7 separate regions of the Mus musculus genome follow, and all the other regions are linked to region 1. Evidence: chromatin contacts called from public Hi-C, HiChIP or PLAC-seq and promoter capture Hi-C data. All regions are on one chromosome and are shown on one strand. Each heading gives the region's core, a stretch centred on a gene start, on an enhancer-like site or on the middle of the called end of the contact. The rest is flanking DNA. Distances are from core to core; before and after follow the strand shown. Region 1 holds the start of Mafb (v-maf musculoaponeurotic fibrosarcoma oncogene family, protein B (avian)). Region 2 has its middle 170 kb from the start of Gm25090. Region 3 has its middle 26 kb from the start of Gm25090. Region 4 has its middle 140 kb from the start of Gm25090. Region 5 has its middle 58 kb from the start of Gm25090. Region 6 has its middle 94 kb from the start of Gm38630. Region 7 has its middle 110 kb from the start of Gm25090.

The links. Promoter capture Hi-C pulls out the DNA fragments that hold promoters and counts their contacts. A called contact is a pair of places that touch in the nucleus more often than the background predicts. HiChIP or PLAC-seq counts read pairs in DNA pulled down with a chosen protein or histone mark.
Region 2: a contact with region 1 is called in an H3K4me3 HiChIP or PLAC-seq map of craniofacial prominence, with 7 times the contacts expected there. The contact joins the enhancer-like site here to the promoter of Mafb in region 1. A contact is called at or near these places in 8 of 39 promoter capture datasets (the 3T3-L1 cell line, the HPC-7 cell line, cranial neural crest and 4 more), 7 of 115 datasets of contacts at active chromatin or transcription factors (SST interneurons, astrocytes, craniofacial prominence and 4 more) and 1 of 9 other capture datasets (embryonic stem cells).
Region 3: a promoter capture Hi-C map of hippocampal neurons shows a contact between it and region 1, with 13 times the contacts expected there. The contact joins the enhancer-like site here to the promoter of Mafb in region 1. A contact is called at or near these places in 12 of 39 promoter capture datasets (the 3T3-L1 cell line, 3T3-L1-derived adipocytes, the C10 cell line and 6 more), 4 of 484 Hi-C or Micro-C datasets (the AtT-20 cell line, cerebral cortex, myocytes and 1 more), 10 of 115 datasets of contacts at active chromatin or transcription factors (SST interneurons, astrocytes, embryonic forebrain and 5 more) and 1 of 9 other capture datasets (embryonic stem cells).
Region 4: a Hi-C map of cerebellum shows a contact between it and region 1, with 1.7 times the contacts expected there. The contact joins the enhancer-like site here to the promoter of Mafb in region 1. A contact is called at or near these places in 6 of 39 promoter capture datasets (the 3T3-L1 cell line, epiblast stem cells, frontonasal cranial neural crest and 2 more), 3 of 484 Hi-C or Micro-C datasets (cerebellum and uterus), 7 of 115 datasets of contacts at active chromatin or transcription factors (SST interneurons, astrocytes, embryonic forebrain and 4 more) and 1 of 9 other capture datasets (embryonic stem cells).
Region 5: a contact with region 1 is called in an H3K27ac HiChIP or PLAC-seq map of SST interneurons, with 35 times the contacts expected there. The contact joins the enhancer-like site here to the promoter of Mafb in region 1. A contact is called at or near these places in 11 of 39 promoter capture datasets (the 3T3-L1 cell line, 3T3-L1-derived adipocytes, the C10 cell line and 6 more) and 8 of 115 datasets of contacts at active chromatin or transcription factors (SST interneurons, craniofacial prominence, embryonic forebrain and 4 more).
Region 6: a contact with region 1 is called in an H3K4me3 HiChIP or PLAC-seq map of embryonic forebrain, with 13 times the contacts expected there. The contact joins the enhancer-like site here to the promoter of Mafb in region 1. A contact is called at or near these places in 6 of 39 promoter capture datasets (the C10 cell line, cranial neural crest, embryonic stem cells and 2 more), 1 of 484 Hi-C or Micro-C datasets (cortical neurons) and 8 of 115 datasets of contacts at active chromatin or transcription factors (astrocytes, embryonic forebrain, embryonic hindbrain and 5 more).
Region 7: a contact with region 1 is called in an H3K27ac HiChIP or PLAC-seq map of SST interneurons, with 14 times the contacts expected there. The contact joins the enhancer-like site here to the promoter of Mafb in region 1. A contact is called at or near these places in 7 of 39 promoter capture datasets (3T3-L1-derived adipocytes, the C10 cell line, cranial neural crest and 4 more), 1 of 484 Hi-C or Micro-C datasets (palatal mesenchyme), 7 of 115 datasets of contacts at active chromatin or transcription factors (SST interneurons, astrocytes, craniofacial prominence and 4 more) and 2 of 9 other capture datasets (adipose tissue and embryonic stem cells).

What each region holds. Positions count from the first base shown.
Region 1 is chr2:160,365,416-160,368,505 of GRCm38.p6, reverse strand. It overlaps Mafb (v-maf musculoaponeurotic fibrosarcoma oncogene family, protein B (avian)), which reads left to right and starts at 1,441. Exons shown (of 1, transcript NM_010658.3): 1 at 1,441-3,090. The coding sequence starts at 1,830. The coding sequence ends at 2,801.
Region 2 is chr2:159,308,863-159,311,733 of GRCm38.p6, reverse strand. No RefSeq gene overlaps it. Among named protein-coding and RNA genes, the nearest start is that of Gm25090, 170 kb to the right of the region's middle. Within about 2 kb of position 1,608, at least 2 of the 459 cell types and tissues checked have an H3K27ac peak or open chromatin away from gene starts, as enhancers often do. A contact at or near this core is called in craniofacial prominence, where this site is marked.
Region 3 is chr2:159,163,511-159,166,401 of GRCm38.p6, reverse strand. No RefSeq gene overlaps it. Among named protein-coding and RNA genes, the nearest start is that of Gm25090, 26 kb to the right of the region's middle. Within about 2 kb of position 1,286, at least 3 of the 459 cell types and tissues checked have an H3K27ac peak or open chromatin away from gene starts, as enhancers often do.
Region 4 is chr2:159,279,853-159,283,175 of GRCm38.p6, reverse strand. No RefSeq gene overlaps it. Among named protein-coding and RNA genes, the nearest start is that of Gm25090, 140 kb to the right of the region's middle. Within about 2 kb of position 1,780, at least 3 of the 459 cell types and tissues checked have an H3K27ac peak or open chromatin away from gene starts, as enhancers often do. A contact at or near this core is called in cerebellum, where this site is marked.
Region 5 is chr2:159,079,621-159,082,601 of GRCm38.p6, reverse strand. No RefSeq gene overlaps it. Among named protein-coding and RNA genes, the nearest start is that of Gm25090, 58 kb to the left of the region's middle. Within about 2 kb of position 1,366, at least 25 of the 459 cell types and tissues checked have an H3K27ac peak or open chromatin away from gene starts, as enhancers often do. A contact at or near this core is called in SST interneurons, neural progenitor cells and stem cell-derived neural progenitor cells, where this site is marked.
Region 6 is chr2:159,001,490-159,004,498 of GRCm38.p6, reverse strand. No RefSeq gene overlaps it. Among named protein-coding and RNA genes, the nearest start is that of Gm38630, 94 kb to the right of the region's middle. Within about 2 kb of position 1,403, at least 35 of the 459 cell types and tissues checked have an H3K27ac peak or open chromatin away from gene starts, as enhancers often do. A contact at or near this core is called in cortical neurons, embryonic forebrain, hippocampal neurons and 1 more, where this site is marked.
Region 7 is chr2:159,248,303-159,251,603 of GRCm38.p6, reverse strand. No RefSeq gene overlaps it. Among named protein-coding and RNA genes, the nearest start is that of Gm25090, 110 kb to the right of the region's middle. Within about 2 kb of position 1,328, at least 6 of the 459 cell types and tissues checked have an H3K27ac peak or open chromatin away from gene starts, as enhancers often do. A contact at or near this core is called in SST interneurons and second pharyngeal arch cranial neural crest, where this site is marked.

The sequences.
Region 1 (3,090 bases), core at 192-2,691:
AGGGCAGGGAGTCTCTGTCGGCGCCCAACAGCCCTGTCTGAAAGCCCAGTGTTCTGCCTTCCTCCTCCCGTCTGCGTTCCGGAGAAGTTTCTCATCCGGTAGCCCTGAACCTTCGTCACCTGGCGTTTTCAGTTTAGAATACTGATCTTCCCAGCTCAGGACCTTTCCTGAGAGGAGTAGCCCACAAGCACACCTGGAAGGCTTGCATATGGAATTTCAGAAAAGGTGAGCAGAGAGGGTTAGTGGTTGAGTCCAAAGATGGGGTCGGAGGGCCTGTGCATAGTTCCAGAGGAGTCTGCCCTGGCTTTCAGGCCGCACACAGCCTGCGTTCAGGCCTGGCTTGGCCGGATCAGTTAGCTGGACCTGCACGGGTCCGAGACGCCATCCAAGCCTTCCCTCCCGCAAAGAACAAACCGGTTCAGGGCGCCGTTGCGCACCGTGGCCACTTGGGGTCGCACTTTATGCCTGTTTGAATCTCCTTGCAGCCGTCAGAAGCTTGGATCAGCTTAATCCTTACAAAACGTTCAGACAAAAACAGGGCCGGGTTCCCCAGCATCCCAGAGCCACTGAGTGCACAGACCGGTGTTGGTCTCGGCTCTGAGCCTCGGAGTTGTAAGGTTTCCACACGACTGGCAAGTGAAAGGTATTCAGAGCCTTTGGGCCAACTCTGTTTGTTTGTTTATCTTCTTTGGGAGCGTTTGGGGGTGTGTGTGGGGGGGTGGCGAATGCACGGAGCTGCGAGACCACTGGAGCTCTGTCTTCTGAGCTCAATCACTGAACCGGCTAAGAGAGGAACAGCGTCTCTTGGCCCGAGGAACCTTCCTAGAGGTTAAGAGTTAGATCTGAACAGAACTCTTGGAGCCCCAACCCCGCCCTCCCCCACCGCATACATTAGCGCAGACAGAGCTACCGAAACACAGGCACGCACCACACACATTCACTCGGCCCGCGGCGCCGAGGACACACGGAGCGTCGCCCACTGGGCGGGGGCCGCTTGGGAACAAAGGGCCAGGGAAGCGACATCCCGGGCGCTTATTCTGAGCCTACTTGGGGGTGACACGGGCCGAGGGTGGGAGTGTAAAGAGTATGTAGGGAGGCGTGAGTGCAGACAGCGGGGTGGGAACGGCGGCTTGGTCCAGAAGTGGGGCGCGCACTGAAGGCAAGCGTGCGGGAACCTCGACTCAGAGGGTGTTGGGGGTTGGGACCAGGCGGTCCGTCCCACTCGGCTCCAGCCCTCCTCCAGGCCTCAACGGCTTCGGGGCTCCTCCGGTCTCCAGTCAGCTGACGCGGGGGGGCGGGGGAGCTGTCAGGCACGCCCCGCCCAGCGTCGCTGGGCCGCGGGGGCCGTGCAGCCATTGGCCAACACGCCGGGCCGCTTGGGCCCCCGCGCTCCAGTGACATCAGGAAGCGATAAAAGGCGGCGGCGGCGCCAGCTCCTGCACAGCTGCACCGCCGGGCTGCGAGCGGCTGCAAGCAAGAAAGCCCTAGAGCCAAAGAGTCGGAGAGCGAGCGGCGGGCGCTTGCCCCGCGCCTCCCCTCTGCCCCTGCGCGCACCTCGCCGGCTTCTCTACCCTGCCCCGGCTCGACCTGACTCGTTCCCGGCGCGCTCGCAGCCCCAAGCTCCGGGGCAGCTCAGGCAGCCTCGGGAGGACTCTCCGGCGCGCCGCCGCGTCCCCAGACAAAGGCTTGGCCGGCGGCCCCGGCCCGCTGCGCCCTCGGCTCCCCGCCTCCCCGGCTTGCCGCTCTTCGCCCCCGCGTTTGGCTCGGCGCGTCCCGGCCGGCCGCAAAGTTTTCCCCGCGGCAGCGGCGGCTGAGCCTCGCTTTTAGCGATGGCCGCGGAGCTGAGCATGGGGCAAGAGCTGCCCACCAGCCCGCTGGCCATGGAGTACGTCAACGACTTCGACCTTCTCAAGTTCGACGTGAAGAAGGAGCCCCTGGGGCGCGCGGAGCGTCCGGGCCGGCCATGCACACGCCTGCAGCCTGCTGGCTCGGTGTCGTCCACCCCGCTCAGCACTCCGTGCAGCTCCGTGCCTTCTTCTCCCAGCTTCAGTCCGACTGAACCGAAGACCCATCTCGAGGACCTGTACTGGATGGCGAGCAACTACCAGCAGATGAACCCCGAGGCACTCAACCTGACGCCCGAGGACGCGGTGGAGGCGCTCATCGGTTCGCACCCAGTGCCCCAGCCGCTGCAGAGCTTCGACGGCTTCCGTAGTGCGCACCACCATCACCACCACCACCACCCTCATCCGCACCACGGGTACCCAGGAGCAGGTGTGACTCACGATGACCTGGGCCAGCACGCTCACCCGCACCATCACCATCATCACCAAGCGTCGCCCCCGCCGTCCAGCGCTGCCAGTCCCGCGCAACAGCTACCCACTAGCCACCCGGGGCCGGGACCGCACGCAACAGCCGCGGCGACGGCTGCGGGCGGCAACGGTAGTGTGGAGGACCGCTTCTCTGATGACCAGCTGGTGTCCATGTCGGTGCGTGAGCTGAACCGCCACCTGCGGGGCTTCACCAAGGACGAGGTGATCCGCCTGAAGCAGAAGCGGCGGACCCTGAAGAACCGGGGCTACGCCCAGTCGTGCAGGTATAAACGCGTCCAGCAGAAACATCACCTGGAGAACGAGAAGACGCAGCTCATTCAGCAGGTGGAGCAGCTTAAGCAGGAGGTGTCCCGGCTGGCCCGCGAGAGAGACGCCTACAAGGTCAAGTGCGAGAAACTCGCCAACTCCGGCTTCAGGGAGGCGGGCTCCACCAGCGACAGCCCCTCCTCTCCTGAGTTCTTTCTGTGAGTCCTGGCGGGTCCGGCCCCCGCCCTTGCCCTGGCCCAGACTCCCTATTCTGCGCCCCTAGCCCTGGACTCCCTGTCCCTGCCATGGCCCCGGCCTTGACCTGTTTGACTTGAGCTAGAGGGAGGAAGGACGCGCGGGTCGCGGGAGTCAGGCGGGAGCACGGGCGGGCAGAGAACCTTGGCTAAGAAGAGGGCAGCTCAGGGCGGCGCAGCCTCTTAGACTTGGGCAGAGTTAGAGAAACCCGGGCGGGTGCGAGGTCCGGGAGTAACTTTTCTCCAAGCTGGAAGGC
Region 2 (2,871 bases), core at 359-2,858, 1.1 Mb after region 1:
AGTTGAGACTTCTGGTCTTCCTATGGGGCCACACTCTCCTCCTCAGCTTCTTCCAGCCTTTCCCTAATTCAACCACAGGGGTCCCTGACTTTAGTCCAATGGTTAGGTGTAAGTATCTGCATCTGTCTCAGTCAGCTGCTTGTTAGGTCTCTCAGAGGACAGCCAAGCAAGGCTCCTATCTGTAAGCACACCATAACATCAGTTATAGTGTCAGATCTTGCAACTTCCCCTTGAGATGGATCCCAAGTTGGGCCACTCACTGGACTGCCTTTTCCTCAGTCTTTTCTCCATTTTTGTCCCTGCAATTCTTTTAGACAGAAACAATTCTAGGTCAGAAGTTTTGACTGTGGGATGGCAACCCCATCCTTCCACTTAATGCCGTTTTTTGACTGAGGTGGACTCTACAAGTTGCCTCTTCTAATTGTTGGGCATTTCATCTAAGGTCCCTCCCTTTGAGTTCCCAGGACTCTGGTACTTTGTAAAGGGTCCTCCCCTTCTCCCCTCATCCCCCAAGGCTACATATTTTCATGCATTCTGCTGGCCCTCGGGACTTCTCTCCTGTCTCCCCCACCATACCTGATCATATTCCCCTTTTACCCTCCCCTTCCTTCTCTCACCCAGGTCTCTCTCTCTCTCCCTGTGCCTCCTGTGATTGTTTTCTTCTCCCTCCCAAGTGGGATTGAAGCATCCTCACTTGGGCCCTTCTGATTCTTAACCTTCTTGAGTTCTGTGGATTGTATCCTGGGTATTCTGTATTTTTTGACTAATGTCCACTTATTAGTGAGCACATACAATGCATGTCCTTTTGGGTCTGAGTTACCTCACTCAGGATGATATTTTCTTAGTTCCATCCATTAACTCAAACAAATCAGTAGCCTTCCTTTATACAAATGATAAATGGGCTGAGAAAGAAAATAGGGAAAAAAACACCCTTCACAATAGTCACAAATAATATAAAATATCTTGGTGGAACTCTAGCCAAACAGTTGAAAGATCTGTATAACAAGAACTTCAAATCTCCCAAGAAAGAAATCAAAGAAGACCTCAGAAAATGGAGAGCTCTCCCATGTTCAAGGATTAGTAGGATTAACATAGTAAAAATGGCCATCCTACCAAAAGCAATCTATGGATTCAACATTATCTCCATCAAAATTCCAGCACAATTCTTCACAGACATGAAAAGATATGAAAAAACCAGCTCTTGCTTTTCATGTAGAACATGATAGCTTAGATAAGCTCAGCCCATTCTCCTCTTAACTGTATCTGGCAGGAAGCCTGTGGTAAGTCTGACACTAAAACAGCATCTCTCACTCATTCCCATGTTTGACATACAATTTGTCATTACAACCCTTGGTAAGTAATGGAGATCTGGGTATTGTGGTGAGCTGTTCATGCTCACTGTGGCATTTGCCCATAAATCCAAATTTAGATGAAATCTTTACAGTTTGAGAGAGCATAATTTAGAGAAAATGATGGGTTATGCTCAGTTGTCTATACCTTTGGAAATTCTGGAGGGCAGAAACATGAGGCCAGACGCTAGACATCACCAGTGTTCTGGAACACGCTCAGTGCGATTCCAAGAAATGTTGCCCACAAGAAATCTGAAACCTCTAAACTAATAACAGATGTTGCAGATGTTATGAGGAGCATTGTGTTTTCCTGGTACCCAAACTCCTAGATGAATTATGAAAAGGCATCAGTCTTTCATCTGGATGCTTGACATCGTGTAGATGAAACACCCGTCTAAGACAGTAGGCACTAAACAAATATATGGTGAAAAATGTCTGGCTGGCTGACTTGATGAAAGAGTGGAGTTTTGAGTCTTATCCAGATGTTTTGGCTTCACGGAGGCACTTCCTGGGTCTGCCAAGCTGATTTGTGAAGGGTGATACATGAGCACAGAACATCATACCAGCAAATGAGTACATGACACCATCGTACTTAAAATGAGGTCTCGTCGGCTGCACCCAAAGTGTTTGACAGAGCCTCCCGTCCACTTTCAAGTGCTTTTGACAGATGAGCCCCTCATTTGCATGTGTCTCAGCACGATACATGCGGAAACTGTTAAGTTATTATTAGTACTGATAATGGAGTCATCACCAGGAGTGTATTCATATTTCCAATGTTGTCACTGCAGATTGTTTGCTGTTAAGAAGAAAGCCTATCAGGCATAAATATTTATGACTGGAGGGATGTCAGGTTCTTTAATCAGGAACTGGATTGGTCTTAATTGAATCTTGGAGACAAATTTAGGCTCTGTGCTGATTGTGCGGCTTTTGGTTGTGTGAGCCGAGTTTTCTCGGTCTCTCTCTTGGACTCCCAGGGCAGACACTTCTGTCAGATGAATACATAGGTCACCTTTTAAGGGGTGCTGGTACCTTAGCTGTGTAGTGGCATTATTTTGGTGATTGACAGAGCTTTGAATGGCCAGATAAAGCAAATGTCCAATTTCTGGAGCTTGCTTCCTGAAGGAATTTGCAAATGATGCTTATTTCAAGTATGTTCTAAGTCCTCTGTCCCCAAGAAAATGGGCTTTGTCTGATCACTATGGCATTGCCATTCTCTTTATTGTCATCTGTCTGCAATCCGATGACTCCACAACCTACATAGAAATTACAGTTAAGGCTTATGTTTGATATTGATAAGAAAGAGATTAAGAAGACATACCTACAACTTTCACTTCATTCTCTATCTAAGGGAGTTCAGACAACTGGGCAAGACTCCCACCAGCAGAGAAAGAACCTCGGGCAAGGTAATCAGAGTGGAGGAGGCAAACTCTTTAGAGAAGGAGCAGAGGTAGGGCCAGTGAGGGGTCACTAGCCAGTGTCCTGGGAAGGAAGAGCTAACGGCAGTGCTAAACTACTACAGGGA
Region 3 (2,891 bases), core at 37-2,536, 1.2 Mb after region 1:
CAGCCTACAGATATTCTTATCTGATGTCTTAGTTAGGGTTTCCATTGCTGTGAAGAGACTCCATGACCAAGGCAACTCTTATAAAGGTCAACATTTAACTGGGGCTGGCTTACAGGTTCAGGGGTTCAGTCCATTATCATCACGACAGGAGCATGACAGTATCTAGGCAGGCATGGTACTGGAGGAACTGAGAGCTCTACGTCTTGTTCCAGAGGCAAACAGGAGAAAACTGACTCTTCCACACTGGGCAGAGCTTCAAAGTCCACCCCCAGAGTGATGCACTTCCCCCAACAAGGCCACACCTCCTAATAGTGCCACTTCCCATTGGCCAAACATATTGAAACCACCATATCTGACAACCTTCCAGTACCTGTCCCCCACCCCCAGCTAAAACTCTCACATTCCGTGTTTGCTGTGCTTGTTGGCTATCTTCTCTGCCCGAGTAACTTCCATGAATCAGGAGGATCTGCCGTTATATTTGTAGCACTGGAGGAAAGTTCCCGCCCCCAACAAGTGCCCTGTAAATATTTGCAGAGGGAATGAAAGAAGAGAAACCCTGTCTGGAAAAACCAAAAAAAAAAAAAAAAAAGAATGGATGGATGGATGGAAGAAGAAAGAGAGACCATTTGGCTTAACAGTACCTGAGTTGGAGAGAAAGGACAATCCCAGAGTCTGTAGTTTTGCTCTAGGCTGTGGTATTTAGCATCAGATGCTGTTAATCTGGCCTCTGGGGGTGTACAAGCTTCATGCTTTAGGCCTTACCTGGTCAAGCCTAATTCTCCTCCTTTCTAAGGGGGATATGGCCATCCCTAACTGCAGCTCCTGCAAGCATCCTGGGGTAAAACAAGAAGAGGGCTCCTAGGGAGGCTTTGGTGGTCACCACTGTCAAGCAAATGAGCCCAGGTCCCTGAAAAGAGAGAGGGGAAGCTCTCGGCCCACACGGGATGGAGCTTGGCCAGCGTGGCTCTGAAGACTGCCTTTCAGTGGAACCCCGCCTGCCCACTTTGCAGGTTTTCTGAAGGCCAGTCTCTACCTAAGTAAACACCGGGCATGGGGCTGGGGCACAAGCCCCGTCTCTGTGGAATGGCCCTGCTTTCCAGCCAGGCCACAGTACCACCTGGGCCGATGCGGGTTGGGCACGAGAGTCACCGGCGTGGCTGTTTTGTATGGCCGGTCCTCCTGAGGTTGTTATCATTTTCCACTTTTAGAAATGGCTGAGGTATCAACCCTCTTTTCCAAGTGCCCTACCCCCTCTCCACATCAGAGAGCAGACTTGAGAGGGAGTTCACCTCCACTTGACATCTCCCCTCCTGCCGCGCGGTGGTACTTGGGATGCTGTCAAAGGAAATGAGAGGAAAAAACCAACAACAACAAAACCAAAGTGTTCACTCTGGCTGGAGCGTGGCCTCTTTTGCACGCGCTCAGATTGCAGCCTTGAGGAAGTGCGATTTGGGGGTTTGTGATTTGAGCTGAAAGGCCAGATAATTTTTTTTTAACTGCAGTGACGAGGCCCAGAAATGTTGATGCATGAGAAAAGAAATAAAACTATAGAAAATTTAGAGAAATTTAAAATAGCTGTAATTTTTGGTTTTGACCCCTGTATGGGTGGAATTTCTTGAAAGTCTATTAGCCTCCGTTTCTACAGACACGTAACAGCATAGACATTTTTATTTGATCTTAGATTTATTATAAATATTATTTACCATTTTACCTAGAAAATAACTACAAATCTCCTAACTGAATGTACTTTGATGCACTTTAAATTTTTCCTAAAGGGCTATGCACATCAAATTCTGCTCTGCAGAAATATGAAAGAATAGATACTTCAGTTTTACCAAAATTTGAGAGACCAGAAACTATGCGCAGTATGAGAAATTTTCCTAATGATCCCACACTCCACTGTGAAATCACTTTATATTAGAAATTTGTGTTGTTTATCATGGTAGAAAACAACAAAGAAAATAGACCCGGAAACCCATCTACGTACGTGAAGACAGCAATCAACCTTCTACTTTCTCAGATCTCTATGGAGAAAATCCCAAAACCATCAACAGGACCAAAGTCTGGACCTTCCCAGGAATATTCTAGACAGAAAGGAGACAAAGGATCATGGGGCCAACTTCCTCTAAAGCCGAGCAGAAGTATACACCAAACTAGGGGTACAAATGACAAGAGCCAAGGGCCGAATCCAACTCACCACTAGGGGGCAGCAACTCTATGTTCCCACCACCGCACACGGGTTCATCCATCCTCCAGCAGTTGTGTAAGCCCAGAGAGCTGGATGCTGATCTAGCTTATTTCTGGATATCCCTAAGGTCATGGAGAAAGCGCTGTATGATGAAGGCACAGACCTTTGCTCTGCCACCAGTTCGTCTTTTGTTTCTACGTCCAGCTCCTAATGAACTCTCTTGACAACAGAGTCAGGAACCCAGGTACTTCTAACTTAAGCTTAAAAATCCTATGGAAATACATGGGAAGGTGTATGAGAATGCTACATCAAATCCTAAATAGGAACTGATAAGACTGATCTCGTCGTTGAGCAGCAATGCCCCCACCGTATATAAACCACGGATTCTAATACCCTGCATCTAATGTCTTAGGTTCAGTGACTGAAACCCAAGAAATCAGCAGCTAATGTGAAACTATCAAGATGATTCTAGAAGCAGTATGTTGGGAAGTACTATTCTGAATGATTTTATAAAACATGTTTTAAAAGTAAAACATGTAAAAAAGACTTTAAATCTTTTAAAGGTGATAGGCATTAGAAGAATTTAATAAAGACACCCACACACACACACACAAGAAAAAGAAACAGTATCACTCTGTTTACAAGAGCCAAAAGAATACCGTATTTGAGACACGAAAGTAATTTGAGATCAGGGACAAAATGC
Region 4 (3,323 bases), core at 531-3,030, 1.1 Mb after region 1:
TAGTTTACAAAAAGATAAATTTTCTAAATATAACCTGTCTGTCACAAGACCTTACTTCCATAGTGGAACAATTCCCAGGGTTCCTTTAAGGTACTCTATCCTCAGCTGCCCTTATAGACACTCATGTCACTTCGTTCTGTAGGAACTATCCAGGCATTCAGGAGTTGGCAAGAAGCCTGTGAGATGCTCTATGTGTCTTTCTTAGTCACAGTTCCCTGGGTATGAAGCCATACAAAGAATTTATTTGGTCCGAGTGAGCTAGAGTTGCCCCTCACAGACATGCATGAAATGCCCTGGGTCTGGTATGTGTGTCTACATTCTATCTGTGGAGGAGGTTCTTCCACATCATTTTCTAGGAAGAAGTCAGAAGACTGTGATCCACAGACCACATCAGTCCAGAGTGTGTTTTGGTGAGTGAGATATTATTGGAACATCGGTAGTATTTGTTTATTTATATATTACTTATGGTTATTTCTGCAATAAAATATTAGAGTTTAATACTTAACATTAGAGACACATGGCCTACAAAGTATAAAGGAGCTACCATCTGGTTCTTTACACACTTGTCCACTGCTATCCTAGCACATGAATTGGTTGCACTAGTTTTAGAGAATCTATGTGGGCATGGGGCTTGGTTGATGCCCTCACCACATCCCTAAATGGGATGGGTTCTTTGCACTGTAAAGGAGGCAAGCACAAATCCTTGCCACAAGTTAGCTTCCAATCTTGTCCCATGAGTCAACGCTAACATGATATGTATGATCCAGGACTATTATCATCTACTACAGTTTAAAAGCTCCTTCAAATGACCTCTACTCTATATTTTTCTCTGAAATTTTATGATCTATGAAAGCCAAAACCCACAATCTGATGTACTCATATGACACCTTCTCTTATGGGTAGCTTTTAAGCTGTCAAAGAAGTATCATCTTCCCTGAACATTTCGAAGCTTGACAATCAGCGAGTGCTTGCCACCTCTTGCTGATGGCCTTCTGAAGCCTGGGAACCAACCGAGGACCCAGGCTGAGACCACCCAGGCAGTAACTGGATTCAAGCCCCTCCTCTCGGGCAAGACCTTCCACTAACTCCCTGAAGATGAACTGTTGTACAAGGTCTGCACCTTTCCAAGGAGGGTTGGCCGGGCTTCTGTCAGCAGAGTCATGGCTTTAGCTATGCTTAACCCCATCTAGTGCCTCAGACAGCCTGTTTCTCTTTTGTCTTTATTTTAAATGACCCATAATAAAAATTAAAATAATAATAACAGTAATTTTTTAAAAACATACACTATGCTAAGTTGCTGCATGGAAGGAACACACAGAAGGAACGGCTGGCAACAGAGAAGGTCTGGCTGCCCAGCCATAGCCCCTCTAAGCAGATCCTAATTAGCAGGCTGGCAGAGCAGGCCTCCACAGGATGTCAGGATCATTAGTGCCGCCCCTCACATACTGACTGCAATATGTGGACATGGCTGCCCCGCTAGCACCATGTGGACCCTGCTCTTGGCTGCCACATCACAACATATGGCCAAAGATGGGTTTTGTTTGGGTTTTTCTGTGCTTGTGTTTGGAGGACTATTTTTAAGGTATTCTGTGACCTTGTGCCAAAGATTTCTCTTGCCGGGGTAAAGATTTTTGATGGGTCAAGGAAGCAAGCTAAGTCAAGAGAGACTTAAACAATAGGTTTGCTCTGGACTCTTGGGGCGAAAAAATAGAAAGGAAGTGTCGATACAAACCTGGATTGCTCAATCAGAATTTAAAATGTCAACCAAAACATGCCCTTCCAGAATTGCCTGTAGGAGTGGTGGAAATACTCCTTCAGCATCTGCTGGCCTCTCCGCCCATGCATCAGTGAGTGTTGTCAGTTTTGCCTCCTGGGTGTGTCTGTTAATGTCTGCTGCTAGAGCCCTAGCCCAAGTCATCTTCATCACACACCTAGACAGGTGATAAACAAGACTCCAGGAATACTCACAGTAATAGTGCATTATTATCACATGTGTCTCACCTGCGCATGGAACACATGTGTCAAGCATCATCAATAAAGACAAAATGCCTTGCCTTGTAAGAAATGTATAGATTGACCTCTTACTTTATCTAATAGAAGCATACATCACATGGCCATTAGAGAGTAACAGGAGCCAGACCCATAATTTTAAGTAGGCTCCCTGTACTCCACTTAGAATTCCATGTACGTATTATCTACGGAATACCCACGGCTTGTCAACTGACCCATAGAACAACAAAATGATTTTGTTTTCAGACTTCTTTATTTTATGCGTGTGAATGTTTTGCCCATATGTATGCATATGGACCACATGTATGCCTGGTGGCCTTAGAGGTCAGGAGGAGAAATCATTAGATCCCCTAGAACTGGAGTTGCAGGTAGCTGTGAGCCATTATGCCGGTGCTCAGAACCAAACCCAGGTCCTCTGCAAGAGCATCAAGAGCTCTTAAGTGCTAAGCCATCTCTCCAGCCCCCAAAGTTATTACTGTTGTTTTGAAATTCAGGACTAAAATTGCACAACTAGGAAGGGAGACTCCTGTGCCCCTCTAACGTTAGGATACAGACTTTTAAATAGTGAATTGATACAGAAATTTCAACCCATCCAATTTCCACAAAAAGTAAAGATCCATGTCTTCTACTTGGCAACTGATTTTGAGGCTAAGCCATCATGCTGTTAAAACATATAATTAAAATTTCATATGTCCAGATGTTTGACCATGTAATGCCAACAACTGGTTTGACTACTGTTTTAAATTTAATTGACCAGATGTTTTTTAGAGGTAGGTGTCTTAATGAGTAGGAGAAGGATTTGTGGAATGGAATCAAATTTCCCAGAGACGAAGTAGCCTCACTCAAATACTGCTACTGTAGTTGCTTAGAGCTTGTCAGACATCCCCAAACTGTTTCACCTTCTATGCCACACAGAGAATATGCCTTCCACTGGCTTCATTCTGTGATGATGTGCTGGGTTCTAATCAGAATCTTCCTAGAAACAGCTTCTAAGAGCTCATGGGAAAAGTAAATGATGCAGACAACAAGCCAAACAGAGTTGAAGAAAGACTGATTCTCAATGGGTTGAAACCAAATGGGTTTGAGGACAGAGGTCTCGGGCCAAATGCCAGGTGTGTCATTTCTCATATGACAGCAAAAGCAGCAACCCTTCCTCTCCTCTTTCACAGGTGAGAAAGTCTAAAAGCCACTGCACTGAGCACCATGCATGAAATTACAAAGCTGGGAAGAGACGGAGAAGACATTAACTCCCAGGCTTTCTGGTACAGAGCCTAACTATCTAGCCTCCTTGTGCAGTGTGTGACCTGAGGCTT
Region 5 (2,981 bases), core at 117-2,616, 1.3 Mb after region 1:
TCACATTGGTCAACCCTAGCTGAGGCCCTCTGACCTGCTAGCCTGAAAAACCTCTCGTGCGAGTCGACCTCCAACAGAAGAAGCAAAGGAACCATCAGTGGATATGCATTGTCCCGGAAGCCTGGGGCCTCCCGAGCCATCATCAACCAGAACCAAACTCACCCATGATGGTTAATCTCAGCTGTCAACTTGATGAGATCTAGACAAGCCTAGGAAATGGGCTTCTGGGCAAGCCCACGGGGGAGGGGGGAAGGATTGTTTTAATTGGGTTAACTGAGCTGGAAAGGCCCCCCTTCACTGTGGGCATCACCATTCTGGTAGCCTGGAATCCTGAACTGAATAAGAATAATAAGCAAGTTGAATACCAGCACTCACTGTCCTTCACTTACTGGATGCAATGTGGCCAGTTACAGCAAGGTTCTGCTACCTTGACATCCCTAAACATGATGGAGAGTACCCTGGAACCAGGAGACAAAACAAGCCCTTTCTCCAGTAAGTTCCTTTTGTCAGAATATTTGAACACAGCAACAGAAAAAGCAGCTCCAGCACTACTGGTTCTGCTGACCAGCTGACGCCCAGTGGACTCCTAGCCCTGCCACTTTCCTGAGGATGGGGCTCCCTGCACTTTGTTGTGGTAGTGGTGGTTGTTGTTGTGGTGGTGGTGGTGATGGTGGTGGTGGTGGTGGTTCTGATAATTTTGCTTATTTTAAGACAAGATCTGGTTATGTGGTCCAGCCTGGTCTCACACTCACTGTGTAGCCCAGGCTGGCCTCCAACTCCCAATGATCCTTCTACACTAGCCTCCCCAAACTAGGGTTATAGGCTGATACCTCTGTGCTCAGCTTTGCCTGCTCTTCCTGAATAGTTCAGCTGGACAGAAGGCTGGGCAGGGATCAGTTTATTCAAAAAAATACCCTCCATATTATATCAGGTCTGTTCTTCCTGCCTGGCTGCCAGGAGATGATGCTAGACCTCAAAACAGAATCAGCATTCACTGCCCTTGGGTTATTTTTATATCTCATTCACTCACATTATGGCAATTTACATACTTCAGCAGAGCACACTAAGGTCCAGAACACACACCAGGAACAATAAGACGTCGCCAGGCACTTCACCAAAGCCCGAACAGAAAGGAGGTTTCGGAAATCAGTTACTAAAACAAGTGGTTCCCTCATGCCGAGTGTGAGAATTCTCGGTAACACTTGACAATAAGTGGACGTGATGAGGGCCACACAGCACAGTAATTCCTGCTGGATTGCACATTGAAAGCTGCATTCAGCGCTCCGAAGCCATCAGAGTGGGCTTTGTTGAGATGAATAAGAAGGGATTGCGGAGTGAATTGCTGCTTCATTGCCAAGTGCTTCCGATTCTCTGCTCCTGCCATCTGTGTCCTCCGGAAGACACGCAAAAGCAAAGGTCCGCATCAGGGCTGGCTCCGGGCTGCTCAGAAGGACAGCTCTCTGGGCATGGGAGTCTCAGAGAAGAGGGTGGCGGGGTCGAAGCAGGACAAGAAAACTCATTGTCCCTCTAGTTAGAGAAACTTAAACAAGCAATCAGACATAGGACCCCCACTCTCAGAAAGCCAAACAGCTGCACTCGCACATGCACACATGCACACACACACACACATACACACATTAATTCATTCAGCAAATAGTGACTGCTTCATACCAACAACTATACTAATCAAGCCTGTGAATGTGTGTTTCTATAGTTTAAACTCCTCATGCACACACGCACACACACACACACACACACACACACACACACACACACTGGGCATAAATAGATACAAGTATACAAAAAGACATGCATACATACAAGGACACATATGCACACACAGACAGGAGCACACAGGCAAGTCACGGAAAACCGTGCCTAACCAGTTTAGTTACCAGAGCTGTCACTCCGACCCCAGTCACTCACATGCCACATTTTATATATATTCACAACTCAAGTACAGCACCAAGTGCCAGTTCCATGCTTAACTCTGCCCGGTGTGGCTCTGTTCTAACTCAGAGGTTCTTGTCGGGCAGTGGGCTGAGCACAGACAGCCTGGTCTCCAGTCAGGCAAAGGTCTGGGACCCCAGTGACCCGATGGGTGGTGATTTCCACCTGCATGGGATGGAAAGCATCCATGTATGTCTCCTGGGTCCCTGACTCCTGTTGAAGTTACTGCCCATCCCCACCCCACCCCACCCCCACAGGAGAGGTGTGTGGCTATCAGTCACATAGGAGCAGCACCAAGCCTTCCCACATGCAAATAAGGTTCCCCCAAGCTCTCAGTCCAAGCCAATGAGAGGTACCTGCTCTCAAACCGTGAATCACCCCCAAAACTGTATATAAATCCTATCGAGGGAATTAAAGGTGTGCAAGAACTACTCTGTCTTCTGAGCCTTTTGTTTTAAGAGCTGTAACACTTGGGAAGAGATCTGCTCTCCCAAAACGATGCCTGAAACTCTGCTGCACTCCTCACTGGCTAGTCGGCCTCTCCCTGGCCCAGCCTGACCCAACTCAGTGCAAGGCAGCTCAGAGTAACCAAGTAGCCGGATGGCATGGCAGAATCGGAGGTAGAGCCAACTGCAGCAGCAGAATCAGCGGAAGCAACCTCCCCTCCCTGCCTGCACTCGCTTCCCTTTCCAGGAACTCTCACACCAGGCAGGCCAGAGATCTCCATGGAAAGCCTCTGGTATACAGGCCCACAGTTCTCAGCTCAAGACTATTGTCCTTATTAAGAGCTCTATCTCTCGTTGGTTCACCATATGATGGCGCCACATTTGACACCTCCAGTGGTTCGTATCTGCAATCTGGATGGAGACTGTGAAGCGTTAGGCAACCTGTCAGCAGAATTTAATGGAAAGGACAGCTAGCTACCTACGGTGTCATGCAATGGACAAAGTAAGAGGAAGAGCTCGTTTAAATAATCCCAGGTTCTCTCCCAAGTCGAACCCAACAGCAGCAGCAAAAGCAAAAACAATAAG
Region 6 (3,009 bases), core at 154-2,653, 1.4 Mb after region 1:
CTCACACCTCCAGACCCCAAGAATCTGTGAGCTGCCTTGTCTCTCAAGCTATTTTTCTTCCTGCCCCATCTCCTCTCTCTTCCTCACTCATTTCCTCTCTCTTCCTTTCCTGTAAAGCAGAGGATGGTAGTTGATACAGCCCACAGGCTCTGGCTGGTACAACTGCCAGTCAGTGCTTTGCTGGCAGGCGAAGGAAAGAAAGAACTAAAGAGTGGGGGGCCTGCCCCAGGGTATCTCCCCATGGAGAATGCAGGTGTCCCACCACTTCCTTATACAGACCCCCATCTTAGCACAGAACCTCAAAATGTCTCCCAGGCCCCGCTCTTGTCCTTTTTAAAACAGAAGGGCATAAACCAGAAACCCTGTCCTGGGGAGATCTCTCTTCTCATCCGGCATGGCTGACCACCAGTGGGGCTCATTTGCATTTTAGAATATCCAGGGCCCATTGCCCATACTCAAGGTTCTGAGAAGTCCTACAAAGAAGGAGGCTGGACCACACTACACAAGCTTGCATGTGCCAAGCTCATTCGTTTGTTTGTTTGTTTTTTTGGTTTTTTTTTTTTTTCGAGACAGGGTTTCTCTGTGTAGCCCTGGCTGTCCTGGCACTCACTTTGTAGACCAGGCTGGCCTCGAACTCAGAAATCCGCCTGCCTCTGCCTCCCGAGTGCTGGGATTAAAGGCGTGCGCCACCACGCCGGGCTTGCCAAGCTCATTCGTACCTTCGACAATAATTAACACCTCCCCCTGTCACTACAATGTCTTCCATATTTACATCCTCCATCAAAAGGCCTGTGACTGCTCAGGATGACATAGACTTTTCAAAGGGCAATACCAGGTAATGCCCATATCATAGGCAGCAGTGCACATAAACGCTTAGAAACTATGCAGTCCTGACAGAGAGGACAAGATGAGGGCCGAGCTGGTTTCTCTCTCCCTGCCTTGTCCTAGCTGCCTTTACTCTGTGTCTTCACGTGGGCTTTCTGTCTGTACAATCTGCACACAGCTCCAGGACACCAGTATACTTGGACTAGGGTTCACCCCAGCACCCACTTCAACCTAACTCCCTCTTTAATTCTCTCTCTCCAAATATGTCACATTGTGGGGCCTCAGTGTGGCCTCTGGGATCTGCGGGGGGTGTCACTGTGATCAGCAGCTTACCCAGCCTTCCTGAGGCTAGCCCTTTAAGTGAGCCCTACTGTCCTTCCCAGGGAGGATAGAAACAGCATAGGAACCAGGTTCCCTGAGCATCAGCATCTTGAAGTGTCTGCGGACTCTTTCCCTCCGAACCACGGTGCCTGCAGAGGTCCCCCTGGTGATGAAACATTTGAACCAGGCAGACCCACAGACCACACTGCCACCTTCAAAGGGTTAAGGTTGCAAACAGACGTATTGACTGGTGCCTCTTGTCGGGTCCAGGGAAGCGTGACTGATTGGAAGCCTGTGCAGAGGAGGAGCCCGCTTTGTGGGCCCAGAATAAATAAGAGCCTGTCAATAGCTCCGGTCCCTGGCATCGACAAAGTCTGCAGTCTCAATAGGCAATTAACACTTTACAGGGGCCATTACCCAGCGGCCTCCCCGCATTTTACCGCACATTTTCTGCCATCAGCTCCGGGACAGAAGATTCTGAATAAAAAAACATAAAAATGAGCTAGAACAGGCCAGCACTTTGCCCGGCTGCAGCCTCAGGGCCCCACGCAGAAAAAAAAGCCATATTTCCTCTCTCTTTCTAAAATGTACTTTTTTCTCTGCATCGTCAGCTCTGCAGATGTGCACATGCGCTTACACACATCAACACTGAATCGGGCACTAGAGGCCGGGGTGGGGGGTACCAGAGCACTGTGTTAGAAGGGGGCATCTGGCAGCAGAACACACACAATAGGGTTTTTAGGAAACACAGCGGTAAGTATTACCTCCCACCTTTCTGAGTTCTAGGAAACAGCTTTCTGCCAAGGACCATGGAAGATTTAGGGAAGGCTCCCAGTGCCTCAGTTTACCTATGTCAAGGCCAAGACTCACCAGGTTCCATTCTTGGTTCATAATACATTGGAGTCTCTCTCTCCACTTTGAAACCCAGATTCCTTCCCTTCTTTGGCTCTGGGCATCTCGTAGCACTCTTCCCTACGGAGGCCACACAGGTGGTAACAAGGCCAGAACTGATGCTCACACATCTCCTCCAGCACTCTCTTCTTGCCCTTGTGTCTGTATTTAGATCATTGTACCATTGGGGAGGGCTCATTTAGTCACTGACCTCCCCAAATTCTGTCCATCTTTCCAAAGTCACCTCTTTCAGATGCCTCTCCTCCCCCGCCCCCACCCCCGTGCCTTGCACCTGGGTTCACTGGAAGCTGTGTTGACTCAACAATCCTGGTGCTACTTAATTCTGTGGCTATGAAATGGAATCTGGGTGATGTCCATGATCCAGGGCTAGCTCCATGAGTAGAGAGACAAGGTAACAGCAAGGGAAGGCTCCCACACAGATGCCTATAGCAGTTCACGTACACAGGATTGCTAAGTAAGTCAGAAATCAAATTCTTCCTCCATTGCAGTAAAGGACTCCTCTCCCGATGTGGACCAGAGCACAGCACAGCTCTCTCCCTTTGGTCAGGCTCTTGGTAGGAGGAAATACCAACCAACCTCAGACAAGGTGTTACCAAGGGCCATCCCCTGAGAGGGGCAATTTCCCCTTAGAAATGCCTAAGTGCAGTGATAGGGAGAAGCAATGGGTTAATTTACCATGGACTCACCTCCTCCTGAGGTGTCCTCTGAGCCCAGCCATCCTGACCCAGCTTCCTAGACAGTGACAGACGATGAACTATGCCACAGGACAGCTATCACCTTTCCCTTAATGTCATGTGCTTGCCCCAAACATTGAGCTTTTTTTTTTCTGAGTGTCAAAGCCCAAACCAACAGCTGCTATTTCTCTTCTACCCTTTAGGTCTTGCCTGACATTTGTGATTCATTTGTGAAGAAGCACACAGCAAAAGGGAAAAATCTGAAAAATGCAGTTCA
Region 7 (3,301 bases), core at 79-2,578, 1.1 Mb after region 1:
AGTGGGGACCGTCCTAAAGGGGAAAGGGAAGGAGGCTGGCTTCACTGGTAGCATGAGCAGCTTTGTGAGATATAACCCCACCCCCACGCCTCCCTACAGATTTGAAAGTCAGAAGGTCTCTGCTCCATCCCCCGCCTCCATCAGACTCCAGGAAGATTCAATTACATTTAGAGACATGATGTCTGCCTCCCCTGGATTAATTTCCGGATCCTGCCAAAGCTTGTCCTTATCTCTTTCTTCTTGCTGAGAGTAAGAACCCTATAAAATTGTCTCTATCAGGAACCAAGAAATGAGCCAGGGCAAGGCAAACATAAGAAGCAGTGCCTGTGTCTCTCCTCATTTAGATTCAGGAAGGTCCCACGCATGACAGCTGACTGCAGGACTCTCACACCTCCATTCAGTCTAAAGGGATCCATTCTGCCAGGGTACTGGGTAGGGGCAGGTCACACTGTGGACATTAGCTATATAGTGATGCTTGAACTAAAAGCCATGCTGTCCCTAACAATCTCTATAAGACCATCAGTACTAATGACAGCAGAGAGAACATTTACTGTGTTCCCAAAGAACTGTGCCCTTCTAATATATGTGTCTTACTGAATCTATCCGACAGCCCTATACAGGAGTTAATTGCTTACCTCCATTTTCTGGTAGCTGGTAAGGAGGAAACACAGACTCTGGCACGAGCATTAATGTACAATGGCCATCTCAAAATAAAAAGGTGAAGTAATCCAAGGAGTGAAAAGTCATGACTGAATTTTTACCCACAGATGAGTTTTGTGGTTTGTTTGTTTGTTGTTTGTTTGTTTATTAGTCATGTCGCACACAGTTTTTCCTTATCATCACCATCTTACAGATAAGGAAAATCAAACCTTATCAAGGGCTATCCAGCAAAGAAGTAGAGGAATTCACATTTGAACCAATATATACAGGCTTCGGAATGCATTTCCTAAAACCATCACTCTACAATCCATTTGCTGAGAGTATTTTTCAGGTTGACCAGTTGGCTTTGTTTATGAGGTTAAAAGACACATGATATGGGGTGACCTGGGTAGTAAGTTATAATATAGACTCTGGGGAACCATATTACTCCAAGTCCAGGGAAAGAAGTGTGTCTCCCCTCCCCAGCTCAAATTCTGCAAAGCAGGCTAGACGGTGTTGAATTTCTCAGATGTTGTACTGTTTCATGTTCTTTCAAAGTGTGTTAGACCCTATCGCCCACGATTACTCCCAGGTGCAAAATTGTATGCACAAACAGTTGCAGCAGCAATTTACTGACTGTGAGCTCAATCAGCCAATTGTGAGCACAATTAGCTGCTCCCTGCTCATTTGGAAGGAGCTGGGGCGATGATTGCCTCCGCAATTAGCCAGTTGTGGGCAGCTTGGCTTGCTTGTGCAATCTTGCACAGACAGGCAGGCAATGTGCAAAAGTGATGCATGCCAGGAGCCTCACACTTTTGACTCCAGCTATCTGACCCGATATCCACCCACCACTCTTTATATATAACTAGAGGCTGAAAACTTGGGAAGAGAAAATATGGAATGACCAAAGTCAGACTTTGTATAATGCTATAGGGACTGAAGACACAAATTTTTCCATGTCTTGCTATAGGAGGGATGGAGATGAGACATTAATCTGGGTTGGCAACAGGTAAGCTGTGTCCAGGGTTGAAATACACTTTGATCATTAATGGTTTGGGTGCAAAAAAAGATCCATATGAATATGTGTTCACATAGGAAAAGGAACCATTTGTATTATCAAAGTGACTTGCTTTGGAGAATCGGGACTAAGCAGAAACTAGGCTGAATAGGGGAATCAAAATGCCACATTAAGTCACTAGTGCAATCAACAATTTTTTACTTCCTTCTTCCTGTATCCTGAAGAAAAAAATAAATAACTGATCCTCCCACAGGAGCTGGGCAGTTTCCTACCCACCTGTCTCTGCCAAGGAAAGCCTGGAAACACAGAAAATTGTATTGCAGCTGTCCACAAAATGAGCTGAAGCCTGATTAAATGTGTTCTAGCTTCCCGTTAGTACAAGTTGATTAGAAAAAGAAGAGTTCACTGTATTTTAAGTGAGCCTTTGTTGCATCGATGTGCCTTTCTACCCAGAAGTAGGTTTATAAAGGAAATCAAGGGAAAGAGGAGTCACTGTAGGTAGCAGACTTTGTTGAGTTAATTCAGATCTCTTCTGATCCTTGTGAAGTAAAGGGCATGTGTTACTCTTTCCAACTATGCTGAGTCTACTAGAATTGTACAGTAAGGTTCATAATAACCCAAATGTGTTCAAAGTCCCTAAGCCCACCAAATGATATAAGGATAAACAGAGTATGCACTATAATAACAATCGTAAAAAGGAAGAAAATAGATATAAATGTTCTAATATAGATGAATTTGCCAGCTCAGACTAAGTCAAAGAAACTAGACACAAAGGCAACTCATCGTATAATTGCACTTAAATGAAGTGTTCAGAGGAAACATACCCACAGAGAAATGAAGTAGTGTTTGCAATTGGGGAAAAATGAGAACCAGGAGCAACTGCTGTTGGGTTAGGGGTCTTCTTGGCTCAAGAACAACATTCTTGGATTAGACTCCTGTATAACCTGGTGATTATATGAAAATCACCCAATTGCATGCTTAAAAGTTTTACCTTTAAGATATATGAATTATATCTCATTTTAAAAATAGAGTAGAGGAAAATTTTCCCTTTTATAATGTGGAGGAAATGGAGCCAGTATGAGGCTACCTTGCATTTCCCTGTCCACTGAACACCCAAGAAGACCTCTGAGGAGCATCCATAGCAAGGAGAGTTCAAAGCTGTTCTCCAGTGCAAGCCAAATTCATTCATTCACACCTCAAAAATAATTATTGAATACCCATTTATAACAGATTATTAATGAAGAGCAAAAGCCCTCTACTTTTACTCTGATTGGAGGGTCTGGGTATATACGTAGGAGGAAGAAGTAGAAGGAACTAAGTACATCCCTCCCTGGATCAATAATTGCAAACTTCCATTCACAGAACACAACTTTTCTTTGGACCATGATGGAAATCAAAGGATTTCAAGGGGATTTTCCTAGGGCACATGATGGAGACTTTTAAGGCCAGCAGATAGAGAGAGTGGATTAGCCAGGAAGTACACAAGCTCCCTATAGAGAGAGTCCTCAGTGCCTGAATATCAGCACCCACTTTCGGCTCAAGACAAAGAGCTACAAAGAGTAGAAGTGAAGTACATGGTGTGCATGAGGTATTAATGGCCGACAACGCAGTCCTTTGCTTTTCCCGCATCCCCACCATGTTGAG